Regions from separate parts of the Oryctolagus cuniculus genome. Here region 2 is linked to region 1. Evidence: chromatin contacts called from public Micro-C data. All regions are on one chromosome and are shown on one strand. Each heading gives the region's core, a stretch centred on a gene start, on an enhancer-like site or on the middle of the called end of the contact. The rest is flanking DNA. Distances are from core to core; before and after follow the strand shown.

Region 1 (7,146 bases), core at 2,685-5,184:
TCCTGCTCCCCATAAGACATGGTCCTCCGTGCCCTCTGCACCGGGACAGGGCAGCTGAGAACTGGCTGGGAATTAAAAATGACCTTGACATTTGAAACAGAAATGGGGAGGAAGATCGATAGGGATGGCCGCAGGAAGGAGAGAGTAGGAAGCTGGTCACTTGTCTAAAGGAGGCTGGCAGGAGAGCAGTGGGCAATGCAGGGCTGCGGGGGGAAAAAAAAAAATCCGCTGCACTCCGGGGCGAGGAAAGTCCCGGGCGTCCTCACTGCCCCTTCTCCCCGTCGCCGTCCTCCAGACAGGCCGGCAGCTGGGGATGTGACCAGCAAGGGAGATCTGTCCCTGGTGGACCCTTCCCAGTGGCTGCCCCCACACCTGAGGGCCCAGGCTGCTTGCAGGGGGGCAGGGGGGCAGGGGCGCCTCCCCTCTGAGTTGGTGGCTGGGTTCTGCTGAGTAGGGGGAGGGAGGAGGAGGGGTGGAGTCAGGCTGCAGAGGCAGGAACGTGATGCTCCACCCACGTTTCCTTGCAGGAATGTTCTGGATACTGGGACGCCTCAGCCTGGGGAGTGGGTGAGAGGGGATTCTTCTCCCACTGTGCACGCGGGGATAGCCACACGGACCACGGCGTGGTCGTCGTCGCGGCGACCCCCTGGGCTGCCGTCATTTAAACCCCACTCTTGAGTCTGGGCTCTGAAGCTCCAGCCTAGGGGATACAAAGAGCCAGGATCCTGCACCACATGAGCTCAGCAGGGCCCCTTCCCCTCCCGCCTCCCATCCTGGCCTCGCCTCCCATCCTGGCCTCGCTCCACCCCTAGTCCGCCCTGCAAGAGCCACTGTGATCGGAGCCCTTCAGGAGGTACGGGGGAGTGACCTGAGCACAGGCACCCCCTCCCCAAACAGATGCTTCCGGCACACCCCAGACCCCCCCACCCCTGCAGCCCCGCTCCTCCCCTCTCAATGAAGTCCCACATCTGCACCCCTCCTCCAAGAAGCCTTCCATGATTCCCCTCAGTTGATGGGGACCCCCCTCTCCTGTGACCCCAGTCTCCTTCTACAGTGAGTTGGGTACACCCTAAACTCACGACATCCCCTCAAAGCCAGCACGGGGCCCTGCTCCCAGGAAATGCTCAGCTAGGCTGGTGGGAAAACGCTCCGGCACAGCTGAGCTATGACTGTGGCACTCAGGATCTGAGGTGTGCACCAACAACCTGTTGACAATGTGATTTGTTAAACTCAGCCCTGGGCTGCTGGTAGCACTGAGGAGCCTCCCGCCTCTGCAGATGGTGAAAGAATCAGCGCTTTCCCCAAATGCCCACCATTCTGCGAGGGAGCCAGCAGGCTGGACACGACGTCTGGGAGGCCCTCCTGCTTCACCCGTGTACGCCGCCCTGGCTCGCCAACACCGCGTGCCACCTCGCTGCACCTGCACAGCCACGTGGAACTGCAGCCCACGCGCCCTCCCATTTTTCAGGTGAGGAAGCCGAGGCCCAGAGAAACGCAGTTTGGTTGCATCGGAATGCAGCTCCATCGGACCCCAGGGGCACATGTGGAAGCAGGTCCCATCTGTGCACACGCGGCTGCGCCCCGTGCACACGCAGCATGCACACTTGGCCAGGCGGATGCAGGCTCACAGGCAGACACAACGCGGGCTGCCACTCCATAGGGTCTCAGACGTGGTCACGTTTTGGGGAAAACTCTAGTGAGAGAGCAGTGCCGGGAAACCAGCCCTCCAAATTCAGGCGGGGAGCGATCGGGCACCTGCTCAGTGACCCTGCCTGGGAGCAGAAGCCAGTTCCTGACAGCTGTGCCCTGGCCCTCGGGTCAGAAGCCAACGACCTCTGGCAGGGGTGGGGAGGTGGGGGCAAAGGCACCCAGCAGAGACCCCGGGCTGCAGGAAACGCCAAGGCGGAGAAGCACACAGTGGGCACGGGAGCGCCCCTTCTGGTCTCCGGCCCCAGGGAGCGCCCCTTGCGGGCCCTAGTCCAGCGCCCAGTGCTCCCAGAGCTGAAAGTTCTGAGGACTGCCCGGGGAGTCTGTCTGTAACTCGCCCCACCCCCGCCCACCCCCAGCCTGCTGTGCTCACATTCCATTTCCACCCGGGGCCCAAGAAGAAGAGCTTGGAGAGACTCGGGGAGGTACAAACCTGACCAACTTGTGTGCAAGGGGACTTCAGAGACTGCGATTACAAGTTAGATTTATTTTGGTGCAGAACATTGGAAATCCACGGGCTGTTTTTTCTACAACACGCATTTTCCACCAACTTTGGGAAGACCCCCGGAGAGCAGCAAAGGGAGAGAGCACTCTACCACTAACCCTCTTCTGGGGGAGCACAGAGCCCAGGCACAGACGCCCTGCCGATGTCCACGGGAGGACTGAGATCCCCCGCCCCAGGGTGCGAGGTCCCTGTTGCCTGGCGACCACAAACCGAGTGGAGAGCTGGACCCGCAGCCAGCCACAGCCCAGCCTGGGTCTCCCAGAGTGCGACCTGGCTCACTTCCCCCTGGGGACCCTGGGCAAGCATCTCATGGTTTTCCTTGCTGGCTTTGAGAGAGGACCCAGCAGAGACGGGTGATGGTAAAACGCTCCCCAGGACCAACAGCTGTGAGCTCGGGACTCATCCACGCACATGGACGGACGCACACATGAACCTACAGACCCGCGCTGGAGGGATTACAGGCGGCCGGATGGGACAAGCCCGCCCCTCACAGCAGGCCTCCTCTCCCAGCCCTCCCAGCCCCGGTCCTACCTTCTTTCCTTGGGTGCTGAGAAACAGAGCACCCTGCCCCCACTCCTGAGTCTGAAATTCCACCAGGAGAATCTGAGCCATAGAATTTTGAAGTTGGAATGAACCTGCAAGCTCCAGTCCAACCCCCACCCGGCAGAGGAATCCTGTCCACAGACACCCTGACAGATGGCCACTGGCCGCCTCTCCCAGGCTTCTGCGGGGCTGGGGACGCGGCCTTGGTCTGCCAGGAGATTCACCTCTCCTGGGTCAGTCTCCTACAGAGGGCACCCAAGCCTGGGTGGGGTAACGAGAAAAGCATTGGTGAGCCCAGGCCAGGTCCACTCCTGCCAGAGCAGGGGTGAAGAACCAGCAAGGAGGAGCTGGCCAAGAGGCTGCAGAGGGCACCAGGACCCACAGGAAGGGATCTAGAAGGGGCGGGTGGCAGGTAGGTGCCTGCCCGCTGCACAAGTTGGCCTGGGGTCCTTCCTGGACACGGCTGTGGCTGGAGTACACACACACGGCTGTCTCAGCTCTGCCAGGGCCTCAGTGGAACCATCTTGGCCTCCACTCCCAACAAGAACTCTCCCCAGCCTAACTCTCCAAAGGCAGGTGGCTCAGCAAACTACCTGGAGCAGGCCGGGGAGAGCTCAGGAGGGTGGGCCTGACAGCTGGGCTCCTCAAGCCCCCCCCCCTCCAGGCGGGCCAACACCCCTGCAAGGCAGGGAGAGGCGCTCCCCTGGCTGCAGCCCGCACATCTGCCCAGGAGGCAGGAGGCACGCTGGAGCCGCACCTGATCCCAGGAGCCCTTCGGCAGCCGCCTGCCCCGGAGGCCCCGCGGCTGGCAGCCCGCGGTGAAACATGACGACTGCGCAGTCCCCCAGGGATGCTGAGGGCAGTCCCTGGGCACGGCGGCCAGGGGCAGGCCGGGTCACAGGGCGCAGGGCGCTTCTCTCCAAGGCTTTCCTGCCTGATGGCTGCAGAGGGGGCGAGCTGGGTGGCTCTGGGGCCGCAGCCCTTCCTCCTGCCTGGCGCAGGCCAGAGCTGCCCAGCTGGGTGCAAGACGCCATCTTGGGTCAAGGTGCAGCCACAGGGGGCACCTTCGCGGGACCCCCCCACCACGAAAGCCAGCGCCCCCTCCATACACACACACAGCCCGAGGGCGCCAACGCCGACTTCGCGGGCCTCGCGGCATAGGGGGGCGCATAGAGGGGATGGAGCGCACGGGGAGCGAGGAGCGGGTGCGCCCACGAAGGAAGGCTCCGGGAGAGCGAGACGCAGCTCAGCAGCCCGAGGGCCGCGGGCCCCAGCGGCCAGGGGCTGGGGGAGGCCGGGGGCGGGCCCTGGACCCGCGCCAGCTCGGTCCGCGCCAAAGGCGAGGGAGGGCGAGGAGAGCTGGGGTGAGGGCGGGACACGGAGCGCGGGGTCCCCCGGGGCGTGTGGACGCGGGGCCGAAGCCCCCGGTCTGCAGCCTCGGCGAGGCCGCGTCCTTCACTGTGCAGACGCGAAGCTCTCAAGGACACGTCTGCACCGGCCCGGCGGGGTGCGTGTGCGTGAGTGTGTCCGCGTGCGTGCGAGTGTGTGCGGGGAGGCGGGCTGCTGCAGGGGGCGACCCTAGGCGTGCCCCCCCCCCCGCGCGCCGCTCCCACCCCCGCGTTTTCCGGCCCCGGCGGCCCGGGATCCCCGCCCGCCCCCGCCCCGCCCCCACACTGCGGCGTCGCCACCACCGCCGCCCCGGCTCCCACGGCCCGCAGCGGGGGCAGGGAGGAGCCAGGCACGACGCCCCCCCCATCTCCCAAACGCCGCCGCCGCCGTCGCGGGCCGTCAGTCTCTCCGCGGGAAGGTGCGCCCCCAAAGTGGGCGCTCTCCTCACCCCCGCCGCCCCTCCCAGCTCCGCGGGCGCCCCGCACCCCCAGCCACAGGTGGCCGGAGGAGGATCGCGGCGCTGCGCTCCGCGGCCCGGCCCCCCGGTCACCCCGCGGCCCGCCCCCGGAGGCCTCCCGGGTCCCCCGCCCAGCCGGGCCGAGGAGGCCCGGGAGCCGGGGGGAGGGGCGGGGGGCCGGGTCGTGCCAGGCTGCCATTTTCTGCCGCCGCCGCGGAGCCTGCGCGGGGCCCGGCCCCCGCCCCCTCCCCCGCTCCCCGCGGGCCGCGGCGGGGGCCGATTATTCCGGGTCGGGGTCCGCGCCCTCCAGCGCGCCCCGGCCGCAGGCCCCAGGCAGGGCCCCGGGGCGGGGGCAGAGCCCGGAAGGCGGGGGCGGCCAGGCCGGGGCCCCTGCGGCAGCGCGGAGCCGGGCACGGCCGGCCGAGGCAGGCGGTGGAGGGGGCCCCCCGCGGCATTGTATGGACTTGAACTTGAGCCCGGAGCCGGGCGGGGGCGGGGAGGGGGGTCCGCGCCGGGAGCGGGCAGGACAGGAGGGGGCGCCTGCAGAGCCCGCGGGGACATAAACAAACCCTCAAATCCCCCGCGCCGCCCCGGCCAGCCGGGGCCGGCCGTCCCCTCCCGCAGCCCCGGCCCCGCGGGCGCCCGGCGCCGAGTTGCGGGGGTCCCGGGAGCGTGCCCCGAGCTGGGCACTGCCCGCCGCGGCGCCCCCCGCCCGGCCTCCCGCTCCGCGCCCGCCTCCGGGCCGGCCTCCCGGGCCGCCAGCGGCGGCGCTCATTACCGTGTGGCCGGTCGGGTCGGGCCGGCCCGGCTGCGCGCCCTGGTGCCGCGGCGCCGCGTCCCGGCTCGTCCTCTGCTCTCGCCGCCGCCGCCGCCGCCCGCGCGCCCTCCCTCCCGCCCGGCCCGCCTGCCTGCCTCGCTCGCTCGCTCGCTCCCTCCCTCCGCTCGCTGTCGCGCTCCCTCTCTCCGCCTCCTCCGCCGGGTCCCCCCCTCCCACCCCTTCTCTCCGCCTTCCTCCTTCCCTCCCTCCGGCCGCCCGCGGGCCCAGGCCTCCGCCCGCCGCTCGCCCCCCGCGGCCGCGCTGGCCCCGGCCCCGGCGCTGCGGAGCCGGCCCGGGAGGCAGCGCCGGCTGGGGGGCCCCGGGGCGGCCCGCGGCGGGAGCGGCCTGGGCGCGCGGCCGGTCCTAGCGCCCTCGGCCCGACTCTGCGGCCCCGCCGGGGTCCCCCGCACGCTGCGAGACGGAGGGCCGGACCCTGCAGCGCCCCGACCGTGCGCGGGGCCTCGGCACCCCCGCCTCGGCCGCGCTCCCGGCCACTCGGGGGGCCCCTGGAGTGGCGGCCGAGCCCGGGGTTGGGGGGCCTCGCTGCAGTCCTCCCCCACCACCCCCGCCGCCGCGGGCCGCCCCGCTACCTGGCGCTGCCTCTGCGCTGGGTCCCCGCATCCAGCACTGGCCGCAGGGACAGCGGCCCCTCCTCTCCCCCGGCCGGTGTCAAGTGCCTCCCCCCGCAGCCCGCGGAGCCCCCGGCGGCCTTCGCCCTGCAGTTCTCACGACCTCCACCAGAGCCCACTGCACTCTGCCTGCCTCAGCACTGGGGCTGGGGACAGCAGCGCCGGTCCAGCCCCGCCGCAACCCCCGGCCAGGTGCCGCCGCCGCCGCCGCCGAGTGGAGGCCCGGCGGCCCGGTAGGGCCACGGCAGCAGCGCCAGGACCCGCTGCCAGCCCGAGCCCCTCCCCGGGATGAGCCACCCTGCAAGGGGTGAGCTCCCCGTACCTGGAGGTGTCCAAGTGGAGTTGGGTGTCCTCCGCTGGGCACTGGAAGACTGAACCGGTTTTGTGGAGTGGGAGGCTGAGCGAAATGACTCGGAAAGTCTCCTCCAGCTGTGAGATTCCCTGCGTCTCTGCATCCGCCCTCACCCCCTCACTGTGGGAGGGGGTTCTCTATTCCTCAGCCTGCTCGCCTGGCCCATCCTCCCCAGCAACCTGCCCCCACCTGCAGCCTCCATTCCACCCAGTCCCCCAGCAGTACGCCCCGTCCCACACCCCAGACACCCCCTGTCCCGCAGCGGGCTCCGAGGCCCTCCCTGTGAGCAGCACCCACCACCGCCGCAGCCTTAGCCCTTGGAGGGTCCCAGGAAGCTGATTCCACCGCCCCTAGCTGTCCTGTCACCCAGGAGAAAAGGCGGGCCTTCCGGAAGGCCCTTGGACACTCCCAGGGCCTCCGTCCACCCTACCCTGACCCTCAGGCCCTGAGTTCACTCTCCCAGCAATCGTCCCGGGCTTCTCCAATGTCATCCTCACTCCATGTCACCCACGCTCCTGATGCGGGGCCCTGCCCTCCGTGGCCTCCGCCTCGCCACTTGCAGAGCCTCGTGAAGACGGGGACACTGCATGTCACCCGTGCAACCCGGCGCCTGGAGCACGGGAACGCTGGAAGGGCCGTGTGAGCTACAGGCCCCTCGCTCTGTGCCCGCTACTTGTGGGCGGGCACCCACAAGCTCTCAGCCTGGAGGAATGACTGGCACTCCTGTCCCTCCATCCAGGGCTTATG
Region 2 (7,146 bases), core at 2,713-5,212, 100 kb before region 1:
GGTGTGTGTGTGTGTGTGTGTGTGTGTGTATAAAACACTGCCTTTCAAATAAATAAATCCGGCAACTGCCAGAGCTGGGCCAGTCCAAAGCCAGGAGCCAGGAGCTTCTTCCGGGTCTCCCACGTGGGTGCAGGGGCCCAAACACCTGGGCCATCTTCTGCTGCTTTCCCAGGCCCTAGCAGAGAGCTGAATCAGAAGTGGAGCAGCTGGGTCTCGAACCGGCACTCATATGGGATGCTGGCACTGCCGGTGGCAGCTTTACCCACTACACCACAGCGCCGGCCCCCGGCTGCTACACTTCCGATCCAGCTCCCTGCTAATGCGCCTGCGATGGCAGCGCAAGTCCTTGAGCCCCTGCCACACATGTGAGAAACTGGAAAGGTGTTCCTGGCTCCTGGCCTCCACCTGGCCAAGCCATCTGGGGAAGAGAACCAGTGGATGGAAGAGCGCTGACACTTCTTCAGATGAATAAATCTTTTTTTTCTTTTAGAAACAATTGAGTTTATTAGGGTGGGCCCTAATCCAATGACTTCCGTCCACATGAGAAGAGGGAAATTTGGACCCAGACACGCACACAGGAATACGCTGAAATATGCCAACCAGGAGCCAGTGCGGACGAGCAGACAGCTGAGCGGAGAGCTGGGAATGACAGCTCGGTGGCCCCTCGGCCTGTCCTCCAGTGGCTCTCAGAGAGCGGGCCACACCCACTGCTAGTCCCAGCACAGCTCCCTGCTCTGGGCTGACTCCGATCCAAGCTGGGCCACCAGACGCTCTGCCCCAGGACCCTGGCACAGTCCCACACTGAGCAGCCCTGCGAAGGCTGGGACAGCAGACACACGTGGGCCACGGGCAAACCACGAGTCCAGGCAAGGGAAGGGGCCAGGTGAGCAGAGAGGCAGAACCGAGCCCAGAGCGGAGGAGGACGGAGGGCAGCGCCCCGGGCCCGCCTCCGGCAGCTGGCTTCCGCACTGAATTTGATCTTTGCAGCTTACATGGGTCTCTGGGCCTGGCAGCCAGAGCAGCCACCACGGGGCAGGCTCGCGGGGAGGGCGGGGGCTCAGCCCAGAGCAGCCACCACGGGGCAGGCTCGCGGGGAGGGCGGGGGCTCAGCCCAGCAGGTCATCGAAGTGTTTTCCATCCAAGGGAGCCCCTCGGGTGCCTTACTTCTGCCCAGAGGAAGGGAGCCGGGGCTGGGTTCCAGCCACTTCGCTGGTGGCAGCAGTGGGTCAGAGCTGGGCCTCCTTGACTGAGTGTTCACTGACAGCTGCGACTGAACACCTGACGCACCTCGCAGGCCCACAAGCCCCTGGGAAGGCGGCTGTAACTGTGCCCATTTCACAGGCCAGCTTACAGAGGTCAAGCTGGCTCTCACACAGCTAGGAGAGCTAGAATTTGAACCCTGACCTGCTGTTCTGCTGGCCACCCTGCACTGGCACTGTAACTAAGACCCATGCCCAGCGTTGTCCTCAGGCGGCAGTGCCTTCGGCAAGGTGACTAAGTACAGAGAAGGGTGTTGGCATTCTGACTGTTCAAAGAGCTAAGCAGACCGGCCGCAGTGTGAGGCCAGCCAGCCACCATGACCTCTGCTGTGACAAGGTCGTCTCCCTGACAGCTCCCCGGTGTCCTGCGCTCCAGCTGCTGCCGCTTGTGGCTGCCCAGCCCCTCTCTCTCTCCTGGAAATGGCTACCTGCAGCCGCATCCGGCGGCCTGGCCACCTGGACCGGGACGGTGCAGGATGAAGCAGAATTCTCCCCCGGGGAGCCACGGAGCCCACGGGGCTGCAAGCTGGGAGCAGGGGAGTTACAGCCCGTGCCGTACCTTCCTGTTTGCAGGAGACCAAGCAGAGCCAAAAACAAAAACCAAAAAAGGTTTTTTTTTTTTTAAGGTTTATTAATTTGAAAGACAGCGTTACAGAGACTATGCACCGAATGAGTCACTCCCCAAATGACTGCAAAGGCCAAGGCTGGGCCAGGCCAAAGCCAAGCCAGGAGCCTGGAACACCTTCCAGTCTCCCACGAGGGTGCAGGGGCCCAAGCACTTGAGCCATCTTGTACTGCTTTCCCAGGCCACAGCAGAGAGCTGGATCGGAAGAGGAGCAGCCGGGACTCTAATCAGGGCTCATATGGGATGCCGGCATTGCAGGCAGTAGCTTAATCAGCTGTGCCGTAATCCTGGCTCTGGAGTTTTTAAATTAAAAATGCTTAAATAGGCCGGCGCCGCGGCTCACTAGGCTAATCCTCTGCCTGCGGCGCCGGCACACCGGGTTCTAGTCCCGGTTGGGGCGCCGGATTCTGTCCCGGTTGTCCCTCTTCCAGGCCAGCTCTGCTGTGGCCAGGGAGTGCAGTGGAGGATGGCCCAAGTGCTTGGGCCCTGCACCCCATGGGAGACCAGGAGAAGCCCCTGGCTCCTGCCATCGGATCAGCACGGGGCGCCGGCCACAGCACGCCAGCTGCGGTGGCCATTGGAGGGTGAACCAACGGCAAAAGGAAAACCTTTCTCTCTCACTGTCCACTCTGTCAAAAATAAATAAATAAATAAAAATTAAAAAAGTTTAAAAAAATGCTTAAATAAAAACTTCATTGAGGTATAATTTACATACAATATCTGCACCTTTGTTAAATGAGTTTTAATGAAAATCTACACCCACATAACCATCAGATGGTTCAACATTTTTTCTTCTGATTTCTAATTTTTTAACCCAGTAAACAAGTGTGGTTTCAATACTTTGATAAAAAAAATAAAATAAAATTTACAGGGGCCGGTGCTGTGGCGTAGTAGGTAAAGCCGCTGCCTGCAGTGCCGACATCCCATATGAGCACCATTGGAGTCCTGGCTGCTCCACTTCCGATCCAGCTCCCTGCTAATACACCTGGGAAAGCAGTGGTTGGGCCATCTTCTACTGTTCTCTGGCCTCTTTAAAAAAAAAAAAATGTGGAGAGAGAGGGGAGAGGGGGTCGTTTCTGTTTCAGGCTTGGCTGCCCAGGGCCTGCGGTAGCTTCCCACTGCCCCTCTGGGAGTTCGCCTGGGCAGAGCGCGTGCCTGCCTGGCAGAACCAACCACAGCTCGACTAGGCCCACTGACTCCCAGCAGTGGAGTCCCAGGGCCTCGAGCTCCGAATCCAGCGGGTGGGGGTGCCCGCCGAATTTCATCCGGGTCTGCGGGGGTCCTGGTCCCTTCGGCCCGTTTAGGCACAGCAGCTTCAAAGCACAGCTGTCTGTCCCTCTGCTTCCCACCTGGGCGGGCTCAGGCGTCCTGCTTCCCCTGGGAACCGTGACCACCCCCCCACACCCGGGCCCTCTGACTCCTACCCCGGACACGCAGGGACAAAGCACACGGCAAACCGGAGACGCAGCCGCGGGAGGCAGCCGTGCACCTCCCAGACCTGCGCCCCTAGCTGGAAGCAAGCGCGCGTGTTCCCGCGGCGGCCACCGGGCCCGTGCTGCCCAGTTCCGCCGCAGCATCACCTGCAGCGTCCACCAGAGCTCCGCCACGGCCCCAGTTCCCAGTTCCCACTTCCCAGGTGGCGAAACCGCGCCTCCGGGCCATGACGTAACTTGCCCACGGCTAGAGGCTGCGGCAGGCAGCCCCCCAAAACCTCGCCTCCGCATCACCGCGCTCCCGCCACTGACAACCAGCTGGGGACCCCTTCCCCACCCCCGCACACAGCTCCGGCCGCGGCGTCCTCCTCGGACACCTGCAGGGACACCCCCCAAGGTCCCCTAGGCACCAGGGGACACCCCACCGGGTTGGGCCGGGCACTGCGGGCCCCCTCCCCGGACATGGACGGGCGCACACTCCCTTTCCGGGGTCCCAAGTGCTGCGGCTCGCACTTAGACCTGAGATGTTGCTGCGACAACGCTCGGGCGTGTCACCCCGCCGACCGAGCACACGGAACCCCCACCCTCGGCGCGCCCGCCGACGCCGGCCGACGGAGCGCTCCAGGCGGCTACGTCACCGCGCAGGCCCCGCCCCGCAGAGGCGGGCCCTTCCGGCTCTCCCGGAAGTCCCGGAGCGCGGCGGAGGGCGGTGCGCGCGTGCGTCGGGGGCGGGGCTCCGGGGCTGCGGTGGCCTGCCCCTCCCCCAGCGCGGGGTCGCCAGGGAGTGGGCTCCGCCGGTGCGGCGTGGTCCGTCCCAGTTAGTGGCGGTACCGGGGATCCGCATCCGGCCAAGCCGTGGACGCCGCAGCCCCCAGCCCCGGGCTAGCGCCACCACTCGGCTGCCTTCTCGTACTGTGCTAGGGCGTTTGGTTTTTTTCTTTTTTTTTTACCAAAAAATTACGTAACTGTATGCCGATTTGTGGAGGAACATGCTAGAATACTTACCTAAGCATTGCTGATCATGGAAGCATCTAGAGAAAAGACAAGAAAGCAACCTAAATGTCCGAAATTATGGATGAATTACGGCACGCCCACGACGCGGAGTAGTATGTAGCCATTAATGGCCTCTGAAAATGTTGCAGCAGAGCAAACAAAACAAAACAAAAAAGTGCGTGGTGTGTGTGTGTGTGTGTCTGGCCCCTCTTGATGGCTCCTGCTCCACAAATAAATTTTTTTAGGATTTTAAGATTTATTGTATTTATTTGAAAGGCAGAGTTAGGGAGAGGAAGAGAGAGAATCTTCCATCACTGGTCCACTCCCCAAATGGCCACAACTCACAGGGCTGGGCCAGGCCAAAGCCAAGAGCCAGGAGCTTCATCAGGTCTCCTATGTGGGTGCAGGGGCCCAAGCACTTAGGCCATCTTCCACTGCTTTCCCAGGCCATAGCAGAGAGCTGGCTCAGAAGTGGAGCAGCTGGGATTTGAACCAGCGTCTGCATGGGATGCTGGCATTGCAGGTAGCAGCCTAACCGGTTACACAGGCCCCATAAACAAATCTTTAAAAACTTGTGTGTATGAAAGGAGAGATACAGGCAGGTCGTCCTTTTGCTGGTTCACTCCCCACATGCCAGAGACAGCCAGGGCTGGGCCGTGCAAGCCCAGAGCCAGGGACTCCATTCTTTTTCACGTGGGTGGGGGGGACCCAAGTGCTTGACCATCACCTGCTACCTCCAAGGTGCATGTCAGCGGGAAGCCGGAACTTGAACCCAGGCAATCCACTATGGGGTGTAGGCTTCCCGAGAGGCATCTTAACTGCCGTGCCAAACATGCACCCCAAAAAGATATGTTCAAAGGATGGTGATGTGGAGTGCAGGAGACTTCCCGATCAGATGTTTACAGAATAGCACCCGGCACACAGCAAGTGCTCCATAAAGGTTAGTTCTTATTACAAGGTGGGGTAATAAGGAACTACATGATTTTAAATTAGTAGGGTTGTATTCGCATCCAGCACAAAGGAGAGACATGGAGAAATTCCAAGAGCGATCATGGAATGGGATTATGGACTGTTTGCTTTTCTCTCTTCTTTAACTGCTGTAAAGTTGGCGCGATTCCTGGAGTGGCCACACGGGGGACACAGCCTCTAGTACAGTCTTTCCCGTGGAAGGCAGAGGCAGGGTCCCTCCTGGTGCCAGCTGCAGCCGGGCCCTGGCTGCCTTTCCCCGGAGCCCGGAGTGGAGGCCTAGGGTGGTAGCGTGGGTCCCTGCCCCCTATCCCTGGCTGGCCCCGTCAACCAGCAAGCCCAGGCCCCGGGCTCTGATGGGCAGAGGTGTTCTGATCCAAGCCCTAAGCTCCTGGGCTGGGTCTACAGCAGTGGCAGCAGAAGCTGCCTGGCGGCAGAAGTGAGTTAGTTTCAGGTTGCCTGGTTTCTTTTGTTAACATTTATTTTATTTATTTGAAAGGTGGAGTTACAGAGAAAGAGGTCTTCTACCCGCTGGTTCACTCCCCAAATGGCCACAACAGCCAGGCGGAAGCCAGGAGTCAGGAGCTTCTTCCGGGTCTCCCACACAGGTGCAGGGAACCAAGCACTTGTGGGTGCAGGGCCCCAAGGCCTTGGGCCATCCTCCACTGCTTTCCCGGCCATAGCAGAGAGCTGGATCGGAAGTGGAGCAGCTGGGACTCGAACCGTATGGCGCCCATATGGGAAGGCGGCACCACAGCACCCGCCCCTCAGGTTGTCTCTTGACTGGAGAGAGCAAGACCCATTTAGAAGGCGCTGCCACCTTCTGCTGTGCAGCCCCACTGCCGACCCAGCCGTCCAGGACCCCTCGGAGGGAGGGTCCCCCGGGAGCTCTCCTGCCCCCACGCCATCGTCCCTACAGGGCAGGGCATCCTCCCCAGCAGCACACACGGCGGCTCCTGCCAGGGCAGGACTCACTTTTGTCAGGGCCCTGGGGGGCGACTGAGGGAGCTGAGTGCCCGTGGGTCGGCTATGCCAGGCCGTCCACCTGCCCAGGGTCCCTGAGGGCCAGGAGAGGGGTCACGGGTGGGGACGAGGGGCTTCCTGTCACGTGGCATCGCACCCAGGGCACCGAGGCGCTGCTGTGGGCCCGGTGGGCCTGCGGGCTCAGGGCCAGAGGCTGGCTGCTGACCAACCGCAGCCCTGGCCGTACTCGGGGAGCTTTGCCCTCGGCCCGCATTCCGTCTCACTCTCAGAAAGCCCCGGCCCAGCACAGTTTCTGCGGCAGGAATTTTTGTGAATTTGCTTAAATACAGGAGAGGTTCCAGTTCAACAGGAAACAAGCGCCAGTGTCGAGTATCTTCGTGCGGGGGTGCGGCTGGCGGCGGGCAGGGCCCAGCCTGACGGAGCAGGCATCCTGGCCACGGAAACGTAGCTCTGGGGGCCGGCGCCGTGGCTCAGCGGGTGAGGCTGCGGCCTGCAACGTGGGCATCCCACACGGGTGCCGACTCGTGCTCTGGCCGCTGCGCTTCCAGTGGCCTGGGAAAGCAGTGGAAGACAGCCTGAGTGCTGGGCCCCTGCACCCACGTGGGAGACCCGGACGAGGCTCCTGGCTCCTGGCCTCGGCTTGGCCCAGCCCTGGCTGTTGTAACCATCTGGGGAGTAAACCAGAGGATGGAAGATCTCTCTCTCTCTCTCTCTCTCTCTCTCTCTGTCTCCCTCTCCCTCTCCCTCTCTCCCCCTGTAACTCTTTCAAACAAATAAAGCTTAAAAAAAATAAATCAAGAGAAAGAAAAGGAAAAACACAGCTCTGGCCTTGTGCCCGTTTCCACCAAGGGGCTTAAGGTCGCAGGTGCAGCCCAGCCACGCCCTG

What was found. A called contact is a pair of places that touch in the nucleus more often than the background predicts.
Region 2: a contact with region 1 is called in a Micro-C map of ear pinna, with 4 times the contacts expected there. The contact joins the enhancer-like site here to the promoter of LOC138848742 in region 1. A contact is called at or near these places in 2 of 6 Hi-C or Micro-C datasets (ear pinna and an unstated tissue).

What each region holds. Positions count from the first base shown.
Region 1 is chr2:177,364,799-177,371,944 of mOryCun1.1, reverse strand. It overlaps LOC138848742 (collagen alpha-1(I) chain-like), which reads left to right and starts at 3,934. Exons shown (of 2, transcript XM_070069523.1): 1 at 3,934-5,867; 2 at 6,044-6,284. The coding sequence starts at 3,934. The coding sequence ends at 6,284. It overlaps DNMT3A (DNA methyltransferase 3 alpha), which reads right to left and starts at 6,388. Exons shown (of 23, transcript XM_070069735.1): 1 at 6,370-6,388.
Region 2 is chr2:177,468,902-177,476,047 of mOryCun1.1, reverse strand. No RefSeq gene overlaps it. Among named protein-coding and RNA genes, the nearest start is that of POMC, 36 kb to the left of the region's middle. Within about 2 kb of position 3,962, at least 8 of the 8 cell types and tissues checked have an H3K27ac peak or open chromatin away from gene starts, as enhancers often do. A contact at or near this core is called in ear pinna, where this site is marked.